Regions from separate parts of the Mus musculus genome. Here regions 2 and 3 are each linked to region 1. Evidence: chromatin contacts called from public promoter capture Hi-C data. All regions are on one chromosome and are shown on one strand. The core of a region is the stretch at or near the end of the contact, and the rest is flanking DNA. Distances in the headings are between cores, read along the strand shown. Region 1 holds the start of Aar2 (AAR2 splicing factor homolog). Region 2 holds the start of Blcap (bladder cancer associated protein). Region 3 holds the start of Map1lc3a (microtubule-associated protein 1 light chain 3 alpha).

Region 1 (3,275 bases), core at 309-2,808:
AAAGGGGGCAGAGGGACTCCCGTCCTTTCTGGGAATAGCAAGGCTTTTCCAGGAATTTGGGCATGCTTTTATGGTTTCTCTCCATTGACAACCATCAGTGCTGTAGGAAGGCCACTTAAGAGGCAGGTGGGCAATAGTGAAGTTGGAGGTTATTTGTCTTCTGCTCTGTCAGCCATTGTAGCTACAGCCAGTCTTGGTAAAGTCACCCGAAGAAGAGACTGAAGGCCTTTGAGAATCCTGCCTTTATAGATAAACAAGCTTACAATCAGGTCGGGAAAGTTGGCAGTACAAGATTAGAGGAGGGTCACATCTTGGCTATGGTTAGTGAGGAGATTAGAAGTAGTATCTATGTATCTCCCAGTAGCTCTGGCTCATGGTGGAGTTCTGATGTACAGAACCACTGAGCACAAGGTTAGTGTACTGGCTCTTCCTGGTTGTCAACTTGACTATATCCGGAATGAACTACAATCCAGAATTGGTAGGCTCACAGTGACCCTAATCTGGAGGCTGGGAGATGCAAGTGTCTGACCTGGATAATGGCATGGAAATCTTGAGGCATAGTGGTTATGAATCCGAGAAGATTAAGACAGGGGAGATCTCTGAGTTTAAAGTCATGTGGGACAAAGCAAGTTCCAGATCCAGGTGTGATGGCACACACCTTTAATCTGGGCACACACTTTCTGCTGGAGACCTACATAAGGACATTGGAAGAAGGAAGATTCTCTCTCTCTCTTGTTCACCTGCTTGCCTTGTGGGACTGAGCAACTGCTAGATCCTTGGATTTCCATTCACAGCTGCTGCTCACCATTGTTGGAGAGCTGGACTACAGACTGTAAGTCATCAACAAATTCCCTTACTATATAGAGACTACCCATAAGTTTTGTGACTCTAGAGAACCCTGACTAATACAGCAAGGCCTATGGATAGTCATTTACTATACACATCATTTGATTTGTTATTAAATACACAGTACATTTATGAGGGCTATGTGCTAGGTTCTAAGGAAATAGAGAAGAAAAAGACAGTCAGGTTTCCTCACTCAGTGCACATTTATAGCTTGACTGCTGTATTCTGTAAGGCCTGGAAAACACTGGGTGGTCATTTCCAGAGGAACTGCTGTGTTTGCGTTTGAAGGGACTGGTTCTCCCTTCAGGCAACAGCCTTGGTTCTGAAACTAGGGATGAATGTGTCTGGAAGCCGGGACTTGGAGATAATAGGGAACTTTTGACATGGTGACCGGCATAGGAAATGTGGCTAAAGAGGACCAACCATGACTGAGCCAGTCTGTGGCTACTGTGTGCCAACACCTGAACCATGCTTTGGCCAGCCCGTGTCTGCTTGAGACCAAAAGGACTGTGGATGGTGAGTATGTTTCTGGACGGGGATATAAAGTGGATAGTTTAATTAAAGTCGTTATTTATAATTCGGGAAGTAAAACGAAACAGTAAGAAGAAAATGAAGTGCTTATCGTGAGGAACCTGGAAGCACGGGCCATTTCTTCTGAGACTCGGGGCTCCGCCGGACTACTTTTTCCGTAGCACCTATCCGGCACCAAAGCAGCCGAACTTCCGTCCCGTTTCCGCGGAACCGGAGCTTGAGGTGCTACGGTGAGTGTCGGCCCTCGGTGCGCCTTTCGGCCTCCGGTTTCCTTGTGTGTGGTCGGGCCACCTCGCTTCTTGTCTCAGAATCGCGCTGGCGGAGTCTGGCTTTGTGAGCTGGTGTCTGAGGAGGCCTTTCTTCCTGAGAACCCGTCCCTGAGGACACCGTGGTCAGGGTCTCTGGGGCTCCCGAAGGAACTTCCCCCCACACCCCTTTAACTGTAACCAGAGAACGAGACTCACTCGAGCTGGATCTGCGTGGCTTCCGGTAAGTCACCTACCCGGCTTCCTGGCTTTATTTAAAGTGCATATTATCGTAAGTTAAAAAAAAAAAATTAAGCTTCGTGTGTATGCTAGGCATCAGGGACTCGAGTCTTGTGGGCATGACAGTCTTCAACCAAGTACACAAAGTTACACACCTGTCCCTGGAACTGAACGGCAACAGGGTAGCCAGAGTGTCATCACCAACATTTGACTTAGTCCCGGGTCGAGGAGGCTTTACTAAGATTAAAAAAAGAAAAATAATTGTGTGACCAAGTGCTATGGGTAGAGTTTTCTCTGGTGTGAGGGTAAGAAAGAAGCCAGTGTGGTTAGAACAATCCTTCGGATTGGGGTGGTATTAAATTAGCTGAAGAGTTGCCCAGGGAAATTCATGCAGCGTTTTCGGGCCATTCCCTAAAGCCAGATAGAGAACGCATTGAGGACCAAGTACTCTCCACTCTTGGAAGGCGGTGAATACGCTGAGGAGTTGTCTCTGTATTGCAGGCTTGTGAAGAGTATTCGTTTGTGTTTCAGACTTTTTTTTTTTTTTACTGTGAACTACAGTCACAAGACTTTTATGCTGTGATCACATGTATATACAAGCACATGTCTTCTTGGAACCATTCCTATCCTTGTTACTTGTGGCATTCCAATAGCTTAAAAGTTCTCTTCTTGGTGCTGGAGAGATGACTTGGTGGTTAAGAGACTTGTCTGCTCTTCCAGGGGACCTGGACTCAGTTCCTAAGGGCGCCATGGTGCTAAACCCACCTCTAACTCCAGTGTCAGGGAATTCAGCATCCTCTTCTGGCTTCTGTGTAACTTTTCTCATTATTTCAGATAGCTTTCTGTCTAAAAATGATTTCCTTCCTTCTTTCTTTCTTTCTTTCTTTCGTTTTGTTTTGTTTTGTTTTTTCGAGACAGGGTTTCCCTGTGTAGCCCTGACTGTCCTGGAACTCACTTTGTAGACCAGGCTGGGCCTCGAACTCAGAAATCCTCCTGCCTCTGCCTCCCAAGTGCTGGGATTAAAGGCGTGCGCCACCACCGCCCGGCTAAAAATGATTTCTTAACTCAAGATACATCTTGCAGTTTGAAAAAGAGTGCTAATTTAGAGTCTTTTCTCCTGTTTTTTTAGGTAAAGACAATGAAGTGTGCTCCTAATATTTTTTTGTAAAAGGATTTTTTGTTTGTTTTAAATAAAAGAGTAAACATCAAGCAGCACTCGATTTTTCTGCTTGTGTATTTTGAGGCCACTTCTGTGTAAAATACAAATATCTGGTTTTCAGTAGTCTTATTCTGTGGATATTTCTTTTGGGGCCCAGTAAAGATCCTGGGTAGTGCCTGTAATCTGAGTGTTTTGTCAGTAGGATGAGTAAGTGACTTAGTACTCAGTTCAGTAAAAGTTGAAGTACTTGATTG
Region 2 (3,157 bases), core at 359-2,858, 1.0 Mb after region 1:
CTAGATATCTACTTTCAAACTTGGATCGCTTCAGGAGCCAACATCCCAAAGGGCGAGCCTCTGAGCTGGCAGCTAATCTTCCCCAGGAGATTTAAATGTGTATACACAAACATAAGACTAATTTACCAAAGTCTCTTTTTTCAGGTGACCACTGACTTCTTCCATATGCCTGAGAGACAATGTTTGCCACAATCTTCTCTGGAAATAATCCTGTCCCCCTCCCTCCACAGGGCTCATACCACACCAGGATACAGATTCCTGAACATTCCCAGGGCAGAGCCAGAAGACAGAGAGGAAGGCAATACAGGGCTCTTGGTAAATCACACAGTCACAAGCTTGAATGGAATGCGTGTATTTCAAAGAGAACAAGTAAAAAGGGCAGCCTAACTCTCATCCCCCTAGAAATAACAGGTAAGAAGTTAAAGTGTTCTGTCAACAACTTTAAGATGACCATTTTCAGATCGAGAATTGATCTGGTTCCTGGAAACTGACCAAGGTTCCAGAAATCCAATCTTTAAACAGGAACTCTGGCCATTAATGAATCTTGACTTAAAAGAAACAAGCCAGCTCAATCTAATGCTTGCCAGGGGCACATAAAATGGAACTTTTTTTGGGTCCTGGCTTTGGTGTTGCAGTTCAGATGGCTGACAGGATGGCTGGACCATGTCAGACAGGGCAGAGCTGTCCCCAATATATCAGTTCCCTGAAAGGGACAAAGAAGATCCGAACCTATAAACAGAAATAACCTATAAACTAGAACGGGCCCCAGTTTCCCAAGTAAAAAGAGACAAGAGACTTAGAAGAAACCTAAAGGTGGTTTGGCAGAGAAAGGAAAAAAAAAAAAAAATCGACTGTCCCCATCCCCCATTCTTCCTTTCCAGCCAGGCACTCCGTTCCTTCTGCTGCCCTTGAGTGCCACTCCCCACAAACTGGAGAGGGAACCGGTGTCCAGACTCGACGAAAAGTTGGTGGAAGTGAGAAGCACACGGGACCCGTAGCAGATGGTCACCCTATCACTCCGGACACAAAAGAGAGCGTTCGGGGCCCACTTCTACTTTCTCCCCACACTCCTTCGGATAAGGGTGGGGGAAGAAAAAGAAAAAAAAAGGGGGGGGGGAGAGAAACTGAAGTGGCGAGGAAAGAGTGTCCAGCCTCCCAGAAGCTGAGCCCCTCGCCAAGGTCCGGAACAGAGGAGGTGGTGGTCGCGCCCGCCCCTCCCAGCCCCGTCCCGGGAGCGCGCTGACCTTGGAGGCCAGAGTGACAGCTAAGGAACCCCGGAACCCACCCAAGGGACGGGAAGGGACCACCCCCAAGGCCCAGGTTGGGACGAAAAGGGGAGGTCATCTGACGCCAGACAAGGGTGCGCCCGACCCCGGCCGCGCGGAAAGCCCCGGCGAGAGGCCAAGCGACGCCTAAGGTGACCCCGGAGGGCTAACATGGCGGCGCGGCCGCACCGAGCGCTCTCACCCTGCCCAGGCGGGCGACGCCACGATACCTGCGAGCCCCACCATGGCACTGCCGCCACTGTCGCCGTCGCCGCCGCTGCTTGCCTCCACCTTAGCTCGCCACCAACGCCGCAGGAGCTGGGGAGACGCCCCCTTCGTCTTCTAGTGGAGCGGTCCAAGGACCCCCGGTCCAGAACCGAGCTGTCTTCTGAGAACGCCTGACAAACTGGCTCAAAGCGAGGCTACTCTCAGACACTCTCCCCTCAGTATCCGCCACGAAATGTCCTTTCTGAGTTTTTAGTAGACTTGAATAAAATTATGGGGCGCTAAGGTCTTCAAACCCGTGGAATATTTGGTCAGGCGTATCTTAGGCAGCCCCGAACCTCCGGCCCATGGTCCCCTTCATGCATATGCAGCAGATTGTGATTCTTACTCTTTGAGAGCTCCGCGGGCGAGCGAGGTGTAGTTACGCTGATGAGCGTAACTCCGCAGAATCCTTAGCACCTTGTGATTTGTGTACTTTGGGAAAACTTCTCGTGGCTCAGATCTGGCCCTTCAACCACGGGCTGAGGACGTGCTTCCTCCTTGGTGAGGAAATGGCTTGCCCCAGGCTTGTTAATGTCTAGATGAGTCAGTGTGGTCACTTACTAGCTTATTAGCCACGTTCCTGACCTCATACTGTGCGCAAGCGCAGTGCTAGAGGCTAAGGAGGTACAATTCTACTCCTGACCCCAATTTTCTCAGTCACCAGGGTGAGAGTGAGTGTCGGGGGATAGTGGAGAGACTACCACCCAGTAACCACTTGTAGTCGCACCAGTACATGATTTGTAATTAGGCATCGTGGAAGGCACTAGGAGGCAAAGTAAAGAGAGGAGAAATGAGTGGAATCCTGGTGTCTGGAGTGGGCGAGGGTTGGGGCCGTCTTAGGCATATTGAGTTTGTGCATTGTGTGAGTGAGGGGTCTTGTTCCAGACATGGAGGTGACAACCCTAAGGGTGGAAGGTGAACAAGGAATATGACAGGTACCTTGGTCATGAATTTGAATTTTTGTCTTGAGAGACATGGGAAGCTATGTTCTTCGAGGCAATGAAAAGAAATCTGGGTCTCTCCGAGGCCATTGACTTTCAGGGTTAGAAAACATGAAAGTGAGGTTTGGGACAGGAAGCCAGTTAAGCAACCAGAACATCTTTCCAGACACAAAGTCATGGTGACTCAGACAGGTAGTGACTAAGGGAGCTAGAAGAGATCATATCAAACTGGGTGCGGGAAGCACATACTGAGGCACAGGCATTGACTCCTAAGCTGTGGCTGTAGGGATGAAGAAGAGGTGAAGAGCCCTTGGCCAGGGTGGAAAGGCCCGAAGACAGGCTGCTAGGGGACAATCAGAAGTGGGACAGAGAACTCAGTAGCGGAAATGCCTGGGCACACCGTGGATGGAGAGAGTGGACCTGTATAAGGGCTGGTGGGCCTCCCTCAGCACACGGGTCTTGGTAGTGTCTAGAAGCCAAGGGGATCCAAGGCAGGAAGGAAGGAGGCCAATGGTGATCTAGGGAGGAGCTGGGAAAGGAACTGCAGAAGCGGGGTGCAGCAGACTCTCTTGTCCCTACTGCCACAGGCTGGTCCATGAAGCAGGGGTTCCGTGGAGTGGAGCTGGCTGGTGCTGACTCACGTGGGAGACTTTGGACACCTTGGATTCGGGAATGAGATGGCTC
Region 3 (2,952 bases), core at 78-2,577, 1.3 Mb before region 1:
ATATTCCGAAAATTGAACCCACATCCTCATGCTTGCGGGCAAGCACCCTACCTGACCAAGCAGACAATAATATCTTTCCAAACAAATCCAGCTCCCTAAGACATTTAAAAAGCAAAACAAAACCCAAAACACAAGGTCTCACTATCTAGACCAGGCTGGCCTTGAACTCAAGAGACCATCCCGTCTCTGCCCACAGAGCTGGGGTTAAGGAGGCACCGCCACCCAGCCTCTTTAAGGCAATCTCAGCTGAATTCTTGTTACCTTAGCAGCTTGTTTTTGTACCAATCACTACCATTTCTGTCCATAAGCAGTTGTTTAGAATTACTCAAGCGTGCATCTGTTAACTTGGTTCCCATCAAATTTCTTCCCTTTGAGCTGTATGTTTCTGAAGTACAAACTAACTTTTTTTTTCAAACAATGGTCCTTTGTAAATTCTTTTGTTTTATCTTTTTTCTTCCTTACTTCAACTCTAGCCCATCCTCCTGCCTCAAACTCCCATAGAGCTAGGACTACAAATGAGAGCCAGCTACATCTGGCATTGATTCTGGCTTTCAATCGATTTTTAAAGTTCTTCAAGGGGCCGCCTCTCCGTGTCCGTCCAGTCCCTCTATCCCCTCCACCTCCCGCAAAACCTGAGATACTGAACTTAAGCCTTCCATCTGCTAGGCAAGTATCCTACCCTGACCCTCGGTAACATTCCCAGACCATACTTCTTTCTATCCTACCAAGGGGCTCTACCTGTAAAATCTGACTTCGCGTGTTGTCAGTTCCGAATGTTCTCCATCTCATGGTTAACCACTTCTGATATAGCCCCCCCATTCAGCGATTCTCTCCTGCTTTATCTAAACCACCTATTAACCAACCTCACTCTGGAAATCTATGCTTTCTATGGTTGTTCCAGAATTCTTTGAAAGCCTGGGTGGGGGGTCTGGAGCAATGGTTCGACAATTAAGAGCCCTTGCTATTATTTCAGAGGACCTAAGCTTGATTCCCAGCAGTGCGATTAACTCCAGCCTAAGGAAATCCGATGCTATGTTCTGCATCCGCGGGCATACACTTACAGACACATTAAAAATTTTAAAACTCTGGGTGTTCCATCCTCTCCCCGCTCCACCTTCCTTCTCGAATGCTAAACTCGATGAAGGTGCGGTGAACTACTCCGCAGCGTCGAGAGACTGGATGGAGGCGACAAATGCCTGGCTTCTGAGTCTGTGGCGCCAAAGAGAGGAGCTTGCCATCGTGACGTCACAGAACTGTGACGCGCCCTGGAGCTCCGCCTCCTTACGACCTGCGCCGGGAATCCGGGCTGTCTGCGCCGTGGCGTCACAGGTCCAGGCAGGCGGGTTTTCCGTCGGCCCAATGGGAGCGGCGCGCCGGCCTCCCCTTTAAGGAATGTTGTGACCTGACGTCACCCAGGCGAGTTACCTCCCGCAGCCGCCACCGCCAGGCTCAGCGCGAGCCCCGCAGCCCTTGAGCTCGAGCCCCGGAGCCCCCGGCGCGCCGAACCGCAGACGCATCTCTGAGCCGCGCACCCCGGAGCCCCGGCTGCGCGCCCCGCCGGGCCCGCGCGATGCCCTCCGACCGGCCTTTCAAGCAGCGGCGCAGCTTCGGTGAGGCCCTGGGGGGCGAACTGCCATCGGGGATCGAGGGATGGGGGTGCCAGTCGACCCCGATTGCCGCAGGTGACGTCAGCCCCATGACGTCAGGCACCGGCCGGCCGGACCCCGGGTGGAGAGGCCGCAAGGCCTGGCAGGGTCGCCCGCCTCCCTACCGCGTCCCCCCGGTGGAGGGCTGCGGGGCCGACGGCCCCGGGGGCGGGCGCTGGGGCGGGGCGGGCCGGGAGCCGCCCCTCGGGGATCAGCGAGGCGGAGTCGCGGGAGGCCTCAGCACCGCTGGGCCTCACACAGAGCTCTGTCCGCAGCCGACCGCTGTAAGGAGGTGCAGCAGATCCGCGACCAGCACCCCAGTAAGATCCCGGTGAGTCTCTAGCACCCCCCAGCCACGCCCTGCCCTGCCAGGTCCCGCCCTTGGCTTACGAGTCCCCCGCCCACTCCACTCCAGGTGATCATCGAGCGCTACAAGGGTGAGAAGCAGCTGCCTGTCCTGGATAAGACCAAGTTTCTGGTCCCAGACCATGTTAACATGAGCGAGTTGGTCAAGATCATCCGGTGCGTGGGCAGCCTCCTACAGGCCTTGGGTGGGGCAGGGTCAGGTTCCACAAGAAGGGATGGAGTGGGGCGAGGGGACTGATTTGGGACACCGGGCCCCTGTTCTAGGAGGCTGGAAAAGACCAAGGTCGGGGTTGGGACGAGCTTCAGTAGAGGTGAGAGCCTCTGGCTGAGATGGACCGAAAGTGAAGGTTCAGTAACATTTTGGGAGGGTCACCTAGGCCTCCAGCAGGCAGCCTCCTCACCTGGCATGCCTGCCTGCCTCCACAGGCGCCGCCTGCAACTCAACCCCACGCAGGCCTTCTTCCTGCTGGTCAACCAGCACAGCATGGTGAGCGTCTCCACACCCATCGCTGACATCTATGAACAGGAGAAGGATGAAGACGGATTCCTCTACATGGTCTACGCCTCCCAAGAAACCTTCGGCTTCTGAGTCAAGAGGAGGGGAGGGGGGTGGCTGGGAGTTCTGGTCAGGTTCTCCCCAGGGAGGTCCTGGCTCCTAAACTAAGCTATTTCAGTCCCCAGTGGATTAGGCAGAGATGTGACACCCACTCCCCCCCCCAGGTAGGGGCCACCAGCCAGCCTACCACATCCTGGGTAGGTCCTGGGCCAGTCATGTTCGGGTTGCTCTTTTGGGTGCTGGCTGGGTTGGGAGTGGGTGGGGAGCAGCATCCCTGCTCTGTGGGGTTTGTCATTTTGTTAGGCCCTTGCCTGTCTGCCCATCTTGCCCCTCATCCACCTGAGGCTTTGCCTCCTGCCAGGACCTGCCCCACCCCTGAAAGGC

What was found. Promoter capture Hi-C pulls out the DNA fragments that hold promoters and counts their contacts.
Region 2: a contact with region 1 is called in a promoter capture Hi-C map of pre-B cells, with 4 times the contacts expected there. The contact joins the promoter of Blcap here to the promoter of Aar2 in region 1. A contact is called at or near these places in 4 of 39 promoter capture datasets (the C10 cell line, embryonic stem cells, liver and 1 more) and 2 of 9 other capture datasets (adipose tissue and liver).
Region 3: a contact with region 1 is called in a promoter capture Hi-C map of pre-B cells. The contact joins the promoter of Map1lc3a here to the promoter of Aar2 in region 1. A contact is called at or near these places in 1 of 39 promoter capture datasets (pre-B cells) and 1 of 9 other capture datasets (liver).

What each region holds. Positions count from the first base shown.
Region 1 is chr2:156,546,018-156,549,292 of GRCm38.p6, forward strand. It overlaps Aar2 (AAR2 splicing factor homolog), which reads left to right and starts at 1,559. Exons shown (of 4, transcript NM_026661.4): 1 at 1,559-1,866.
Region 2 is chr2:157,564,753-157,567,909 of GRCm38.p6, forward strand. It overlaps Blcap (bladder cancer associated protein), which reads right to left and starts at 1,609. Exons shown (of 2, transcript NM_016916.3): 1 at 1,496-1,609.
Region 3 is chr2:155,275,037-155,277,988 of GRCm38.p6, forward strand. Map1lc3a (microtubule-associated protein 1 light chain 3 alpha) reads left to right here and starts at 1,328. Exons shown (of 4, transcript NM_025735.3): 1 at 1,328-1,610; 2 at 1,922-1,977; 3 at 2,062-2,168; 4 at 2,439-2,952. The coding sequence starts at 1,571. The coding sequence ends at 2,601.